Linked DNA regions of Oryctolagus cuniculus: region 2 is linked to region 1. A link is a contact called in public Hi-C data. All regions are on one chromosome and are shown on one strand. The core of a region is the stretch at or near the end of the contact, and the rest is flanking DNA. Distances in the headings are between cores, read along the strand shown. Region 1 overlaps LOC127485310. Region 2 holds the start of TRMU (tRNA mitochondrial 2-thiouridylase).

Evidence for each region. Hi-C and Micro-C count contacts between places; a contact is called where the count stands out from the background.
Region 2: a contact with region 1 is called in a Hi-C map of an unstated tissue, with 2.4 times the contacts expected there. The contact joins the promoter of TRMU here to the enhancer-like site in region 1. A contact is called at or near these places in 2 of 6 Hi-C or Micro-C datasets (ear pinna and an unstated tissue).

Annotation. Positions count from the first base shown.
Region 1 is chr11:120,661,148-120,665,314 of mOryCun1.1, reverse strand. LOC127485310 reads right to left here. Exons shown (of 4, transcript XM_070053043.1): 4 at 1-4,167. Among named protein-coding and RNA genes, the nearest start is that of MIRLET7B, 6.9 kb to the right of the region's middle. Within about 2 kb of position 1,819, at least 1 of the 8 cell types and tissues checked has an H3K27ac peak or open chromatin away from gene starts, as enhancers often do.
Region 2 is chr11:120,903,333-120,907,499 of mOryCun1.1, reverse strand. TRMU (tRNA mitochondrial 2-thiouridylase) reads right to left here and starts at 1,870. Exons shown (of 11, transcript XM_051828164.2): 1 at 1,713-1,870; 2 at 1-17. The coding sequence starts at 1,794. It overlaps LOC127485319 (a long non-coding RNA gene), which reads left to right and starts at 3,387. Exons shown (of 2, transcript XR_007912423.2): 1 at 3,387-3,494.

The sequences.
Region 1 (4,167 bases), core at 570-3,069:
AGCTGGCTGGCGCGGGGGGCGGGGTATGTCAGAGTTACCTCTGCCTCCCCCTTCCCCGGGTGAGGCCGTCCCCAGGCTTCACAGGGGGGCCCCGTCAGGCTTCTCACACCCCGACTTCTGCCTGCACGCCTACACCCAGACCCGGCCCGGTTTCACCAGGTGGGCAAACGCCCTCGGGTTCTTGCTTTCCGTCCCAGAACGTGGCCTGGAGCTTCCCCACCATCTTGGCAACTCTTGCAGCTTTAATATATTTTTAAAAAGTTTTCCTGCCCCAAACTATGTGCTTGTTTGCGGAGGGAGAATCAATGCAAATAACCCAGGCCAGGAGCACAGGAGCGGGAGGCATCGATTTTCCACGTGCTGGGCGGCCTTCCCGTGCGGACGTCCAGCGGGCGACGAGTACACCTGCTCTGAGCTCAGTGTGCCCACAGCTCGCCTGGCACCGGGCAGCCGACAGCCACTGGGAGGCGCTTTTTTTTTTTAAGACTTATTTTATTTATTTGAAAGGCAGAATTACAGAGACAGAGAGGAAGAGAGAGAGAGAGAGAGCAAGCGAGATCCTCCATCTGTAGGTTCACTCCCCAAATAGCCTCAACAGCCAGAGCTGGGCCGGTCTGAAGCCAGGAGCCTCCTCGGGGTCTCCCACACGGGTGCAGGGGCCCAAGGACTTGGGCATCTTCTACTGCTTTCCGAGGAGCATTAGCAGGGAGCGGGATTGGAAGTAGAGCAGCCAGGTCTCCAACCGACGCCCACATGGGCCCCTGGAGCATGTCCCCGACGTGTTCTCATGTTTCCACTGCACATCCTCCACCCGCACCCCTCCCCGGGCCCTGTGACCCTGGACAGCCACACCGCCCTGTGTCCACTCCCGACTGTAAAACAAGAGGCCCAGCTGGCTGATCGCAGCCGTCCCAGCCCGCCCAGGACTCTGCACTGTGCCCGGGCCGCGCCCAGCAGGCAGCCGCCAGGGCAGACGCCCGATGGATTGGCCCTCAGGAGCAGTAGCTGGGCTGCAGGCTTCGCAAAGGTTCCTGGGACCGCCCCCAGGCCAGCCTCGGAGCACGTGGGCACTCGGCTCCCTCCTGACCTCGCGAGCCAGGGCAGGGGTGGCCGCTGAAGGTCACCTGCCGCTGCCTCCCGCGCCCTCGGGGCTGGCAGGCGGCCCAGCCTCCCCCCGGGCCCCCGCCTGCCCACCCCCCACCTACAGCTTGTCTAAAAATATGCTCTGGCTTCTGGCCGAGCACCCGCTGAGCACCAGGGATCCCGCTGGTGGGACCAAGTCCGACCCCAGGGCTTTGCTCCAGCAAGGAAACAGAGGACAGAGGCCCTCCCCTCCCCCACTCCCCCCATGGGGCTGCAGCCCTGCGCAGGATGGGGACTGTTGGGTGCAGGGAGCGAAAGCAGCCCACGCCTCCTTGCCCAGTGGCCCCTGCCCCTGTTGGGGGGGAGCCCAGGAGTCAGCCTGGGGAGGGGGTCCCTCCTGGGAGGACCTGGGGCCCAGCTGGAAGCCGAGGGCATTTCTGGGTCCCCAGGGACCTGGAGGAAGGCTCAGGCAGCCGAGGAGGGCGCCCTGTGCTCTCCTGACCTCTGGCCCCTCCCGGCTGGATTAGCTTGCTCCCCCCTTTACCTCTCCACACCCTGGTTTTCCATGGAGGAGAAGATGGCTCGCAGGAGGTCATCATGGGGTCAGAGAGTAAAGGTCAACAGCACAGGCCACGTCACCAGCTCTGACGTGACCATTCCCGCTCTGCCTGCTCTGCCCTTCCACCAGCCCCAGCCCTGGCCGTGGCCCTGCAGGCCTGGCAGAGCTCCCGGCCCAACATCCAGAATTGGCTGTGGTCCTGTGTCCTTGGCCTGCAACCTCACCACTTCATTCCACTGCACACCGTGCTTTTCCTCACTTCTGTTTTCCTTTGAAGGGCTTACTTCCTGTACCACCTCCTCCGGGAAGGCCTCTGGGATCACCCCTCCCCAGGTTATGCTCCTCCCGCGGATCTCACTGGGTGTTTGTTATTTTCCCATCCGTTTACCAGGCAGGAAGCTTCCTGGGACTCAGGCCCTCATCTGAGACTATTAATAGCAACAATGGCAACAGGAACGGAGGAGTAAGAAACGGTCCCCATGGTACCCACTGCGATAATGCCTGATCCAGTCACAAGTCACCCTTGGATGCTGGAGTTAGGGGCAGGGGTGAGTGACAGGACACCCGCACGGTCTCACATGGTGCCCCTGCAGGACAGAAGGCAGCACAGCTACCCAGTGGAGACCCTGCCCAGCGGTCACCAGCCTGGGCCTCCTCCAGAGGGGCGTTCTGCACAGTGCCTGGTGTGCAGTCCTCACTCACGCCAGCATCACGCAACACACACACACAACACACACACACAATACACAGGCAACACACATGCACACGCATGCACCACACACAGGGGTGCACACACACTCAAATACACACAACACAGACATGCACACACGCACACACAGGGGTGCACACACACAAATACACACACAATACAGACATACACACACACGCACACACACAACACACACAATACACAGGCAACACACACGCACACACATGCCCCACACAGGGGTGCACACACACTCAAATACACACAACACAGACATGCACACATGCACACACAGGGGTGCACACACACAAATACACACACAATACAGACATGCACACACCACACACATGCACACACACAACACAGACATGCACACACCACACACATGCACACACAGGGCACATGACCGGGAGGAGCTGCCCTGGGTCTGACAACTCTGAAACAGCCAGACGAGGGGACTGACGCTCGCTTTGTGGCTTTCACGCCCTGCGCGCAGGTTTCGCAGTGCCCCAGTGTCCCGCGCAGGAAGCCGGCCCGGCCGAGTGCCCTCATTCACGACTCTGCCACGCTGGAGTCCCTCAGACACGTGCTATTGCGGACACGAAACGGACGTGCTGTTCACGTAAGAGTCCAACAGAGTGACTGCACTGTGGTAAAACATAAAGCAAAAGTATACACCGAAAGCAAGAGGCACCATTTCCAGTGGCGGCCTCAGTGGCCCTGGGTACAAACACCGCCGGCGCGGCCAGCACCCCCGCCCCGCCCAGAACTTTCCCCATCTCTCCCCGCTCGGCGCTCAGCACGACTCCCTGGCCAGGAAAGAGGTTCTGGGTGTGATCGCAATGAGGGCTGTGGTTTAGCGAGTAACGGCGGGGCCGGCGCCGTGGCGTAGCGGGCCAAGCCCTCTGCACACGCTGGGATGCACAGTGAGGGCGGGGCTGGGGCACTGCCCACCGCCTGGTCCCTGGTCTCTCAGGCAGCGGCCTGGCCCATCCTGGGCCTGTGCTGGCCGGGACAGCCTTGGTCTCGGCCTCTTCAGGATCACTTTGCCCAGGCCACTGAGGTGCCCCCAAGACAGAGGTGCCCAGCAGAGACCCTGCAGGGGCTCCCTAGGACCGCTCCCCAGGCCAGCAGCTGCCCCGCCCACTATGAGGGGCAATGTCACCTGCGGGGGCTCCTGTGCCCCACTGGGACGTGGCCAAGCTGGCAGCTCCCGTGCCGGCTCCCATCAGTGCCAGGGCCTCCTGCCCTCTGCCCACGCCGCTCCCCTCCCCACCACAGTGGCCTGCCTATGCCTGAGCGATGCCCCCAGGACACCTGGGGAATGGTGGCCGGAAGTGACCACACCAGCCATATGTGTTACTGCCCACCGCCGCCACAGCCGGGCTCAAGGACAGAGAGGACCAAGGGAGGCTACGTGACCCTGACCTCCGAGTGTCCTCTGTTGGGTCAGAATTGACAGCGCCCTGTCAGTGGCCAGGCTGGTGCCAAATCTTCCAAGTGAGGGCCCTGCCCCACCTCCTCCAAGCCGACCATGCAGACGGCTTGGCCACGGGACCGCATGGCAGCAACCGTGCCTGAGGTCTCAGCCTTGAGGACGTGAGGGGCGCTGCCCCACGCCGACCGCCTTCCTGCAGGTGCGAGGCGCCACCTGGTGGTCCAGCTGGAAGATGCAGCGTCCTGAGCCACAGCTGAACGCACTCCTAAGTCCTCACTGCTGTGTGGGTGGGAAACTGAGGCCCACAGAGGGGTCAGGCGCTCCCTGGGTCCCTCAGGCCTCCTGACGTCCATCCAGTGCCCGTCTGGCCAGGCAGCCAGG
Region 2 (4,167 bases), core at 621-3,120, 240 kb before region 1:
CCCTGTCACTTGGTACCCTGCAGGGGAGGGAGGGGAGCGAAGGAGAGCAGCCGCTCAGCCCCAGGTGGAGGACAGCGGCCTCTGCGCTCTGAGCCGTCCACGACACCCGGGCCGCGCCCCCAGGCCTCTGCGCCCGGCTCGTGGCAGCCCAGTCAGTGGCCCCGTGCCCCCGGTTGTCAGAGCAAGCCACCGCAGACGCCCTTCCCCCATGTTCCCGCCACGTCCCCCCAAGGCCTCCGACATCACACGCGTTACCGGCCTGAGCAGCCTGCCTGAGAGCTCGGGGGGGCGAGGCGGCACGTTCTGTCCCGCGTCCCCACCTGCGCCTCGGCTCAGCAAACGTGTGCCGAACAAAGGGCACAGCGGCCGAAACGCGGCGACGCTTCGCCGAGCACTCTGCCATCCAGTGGTCAGAAAAGCAGGCTCGTTCTGAAGCTATCGCCCAAGACTAAGTCCTCAGGGAAAGGAGGCCTGACACTGCAGCCGCTTCCCTGCGGGCTGACAAGGCCGTCCCGCCCGCCTCCCCCCTTTCTGACAAAGAAACCGAGCAGCCGGAAAGGCCGCCTCGCGTGAGAAGCGGCTTCCCCGGGGGAAGCTGCACGAAGACAGGCGCTGCCTGGTCGCGACAACGCAGTGCCCGAGACAGATCTGGCGACAGATCTGCCCAAACTAAGCAGCCAGGCTCACAAGCCCGCCCATCCAGCAGCTCATGGGCTCTCCCGCCTGCTTGCAGAAGCACCTGGCCCGGCTTCCACAGGTGCCGAAGTTTCAGTCGCCCGCAGCTCGCTGGGCAGGGAGGTGTCCAGGGGCAGGGCTGTGTCTAACTCAAGCCCATTCTCCCAGCACGACGCAGAAGCTTCTAGAACGAGGAACACCACACACAGAGCTTCAAAAGCCCACTCTCGGGCAGGCACGCGGCACCACTGGGAGGCCCCCATCCACATCACCGCGCGGGTTCCCGCCGGCTCGGCTCCCAGTTGCAGCTTCCCGCGGGGCGCACTCCGGGCAGCAGCAGGTACTGGCTGAAGCGGCTGGGCACTCAGACCTTCCACCCACAGGGCCACCCCCCGGATGGCTGCACTGCCCACAGGCTGGAGCCAGGGGCTGGAACGCCATCAGGGTCTCCCACGTGGGTGGCGGGGACCCGAGGACCTGGGCCATCCTACACTGCTTTCCCGGACGCGGCGCAGCCAGGACTCAAACCAGCGTCGCGTGGGTGGCCTCACCGGTAGCCGCCACGCCGACCCTCAGAGGCCTCGCTGCCGCGGCCGGCGGGAGAAGCCAGCACCGTTTCTAGCACGGACGCCGTGTCTGCGCTGGGCACGGGGTAATCCCTCCTGCACGCACTCCGCGGGCTGGGGTCGTCCCCGCTGCACGGCGAAGGGCGCTTCCCTCGCCCGGGCTCAGCAGCCTGCCACGCGCCTCCCTTCTCCGAGACACGAGTCCCGCAGGCCGAGACCCGGCGCGGCGGGAGGCACGGACGCGCCTCGGGCGGACAGGCTGCCGTCCCGCGAACGGGGAGCACCCGCGCGGCCTCTGGCCTCCCTTCCCCCTCACCGCTGCCCCGGGCCCCACGGGTTCGAGCGTGGACGCCCAGCGAGAAACCCCGCACCTGCGCCGCAAAGCACTGACCAGCTCGCGGCTGCGAACCGCTCACGGCAAGTCGGCGCCGCGGGGCCCAGCGAGGGAGGCGGGCGTGGGGGCCACCTCACCTCTCCGCCTCAGCAGCAGAGCGGCCACCGCGCTGTCCACTCCGCCTGACAAGGCGCATACAACGTGCCGCGCCGCCAACATTCGCCCGCCGTCGCGCGCTCCCCGCCTCAGTCACTTAGCCCCTGCCGCCGCTTCCGCCCCGCGCCGGAAGTTCCGCCTCACGCGGCGTCCGCGCTTGCGGTCCGGCGGGAAGCGCGGCCTCGCACGTCGCGTTCCGCGCCGGGGTACGTGCCTTCGCTTGGGTTTCTTCTTCGCTCGCAGGTGCAGCAAGTGTGGTGACTGCGACCGCCGGGGTCCCCTGAAGAACTTGGGCGACGCTGCGAAGGGGGCTGGCTTTGATCGCAGTCGCCGTCTCCCGGGGGAGGGGGGTTCCCCTCTGTGGGGAATCCCACAGGAGTTACGGAGCACTGCTAGCCCAAAAAAAGAAAAGCAAACCAAAAATGGAGTCCCTTAAGCTAATACTAAGTACCAGGAACTGCCCAGAACATCTGCCTAGAAGCACGATAAGGACCCGGGAACGCACGTCATAAAGCAGCAGCCAGCCAGCAGGCCCCGCGGGACCGCGTCACCCTTGGTCCCACCTAAGAACGAACGTTCTGGCGGCACCCACGAAGGGAGGGCCTACGGCCGCCACAGCGACTTCCCTGCCCCAGGGCGGGGGCGACAGGCGAGCCCCCACGGGCGCTCCGTCCTCCCGGGAAGCAGTGGCCGGGCGGATCCGCCGCGTCTGGCCGAGGCTCCGCTGGACGACATCGAAGCCTCGCCCAATTTCTGCGTCTCCGCCTGCAGCTTGGAGGACGGCTCCACATCTGCCCCCGCGGCCAGTCCACGACCGAGACCTAGTCCCCGAGTGGTAGCGGGGAGCAGCGAGGCTCCGATGCGTAATCAATCGAAACACACGTGGCTCAAGTCATTTGCTAAATGCTGGTTCTTGAGGTTCCCTTCTGTCATGTAGGAGTGAAAACGCAGCATTTATCAAATGACTTGAGCCACGTGTTTCGATTGCTTACAGTTTTTTTTTTTGACCGTCAGAGTGGACAGTGAGAGAGAGAGAAAGGTCTTCCTTCCGTTGGTTCACTCCCCAAATGGCTGCAACGGCCGGTGCAGTGTGCTGATCCAAAGCCAGGAGCTTCTCCTGGTCTCCCATGGGGTGCAGGACCCAAGCACCTGAGCCATCCTCCACTGCACTCCCGGGCCACAGCAGAGGGCTGGCCTGGAAGAGGGGCAACCGGGACAGAATCCGGCGCCCCAACCGGGACTAGAACCCGGTGTGCTGGCGCCGCTAGGCGGAGGATTAGCCTAGTGAGCCGCGGCGCCGGCCGATTGCTTACACTTTTTAGGCTTCATATCTATCTATTGTTGGCTACTGTGTGAGACTGTGACTCTTAGATGTGTGTTGTGACCTGTGGACTAATGCTATACTGAGTGGTATTGACCTTTAGATGTGTGCACTGATTATATACTGAGTGGTATTGAACAATAAATTATATTGAGGAGGCTGTCACAATTGTTTCTTCTGACACGTCACATTAGCCCTGTCGAGCTGTGTGACAAGTGGTGCTCACGACACCATCCCAGCCCGGGTTCCCTCCCAGCCAGACACTCCATGCACGTCCAGCTCTGGCTATCTCACGGGGCACCTGCTGACCACCTTGGCCTTCGGGCTCTGATGCCCACAGGGGAGCCACGACTCCGTGTTATGCTCACAGAGGCACCGCCTAAGTTGCGTGGCATAGAGGGTGGAAGGGAGACACCGGGTCCCTCGGGAGCCTCTCGCAGAGGTATGAGCCTGTGGGGTGAGGGATGACAGTTCCGTCTTGTGGAAGGGTTTCTGGCCCACGCCGTGGACGCCAGGTGTGGGGGGGAACGCTGGCTGGAAGTGACAGAAAGCTGTGAAGTGTGTGGCCAGCAGTGGGCTAGGTGCTGGGCCAGCCTCGACGTGGGGGTCTGCGCAGCAGGGGAGCTCCCAAGGGGGCCCCAGACCACGCTGAGATGGGGACGGGGGTGACACCCGGGGAAGTCGTAGCCGTCCCGTGGGCCAGCACTGAGCAGGAGGGGATGCCCACCCGGGCATGTGGGCAGCCACGGGACCAGGGCATGGAGCCACAGGAGGCCATAGGAATTTGGCTCAGGGCCTGGGTTCAAGCCTGCCTGTAAACCCGCTGGGTCCCAGCGCCCTCAGGGCTGAGAAAGAACGTGGGGTGCTTGGAGCCCCTGGAGCAGCCGCTGTTCCTGGGGGGAGCCTGGACACTAGGACCCCAGCAGGCAATGCCAGCGGCGGGGCCCGGCAGGCCCCAGTGGGCGGTGATGGATGCCTGGAAGAAGGGTTTGGTTTGACATCAGAGGCTGCAGCCCACTCCTGCAGAATGAAGGCTTTCTTCAAGTAAGGTGTGGGGAGCAACTCGGATTAGACTGTTACTCGAATTAAGACTTATTCTATGCATCTGCTCTCCC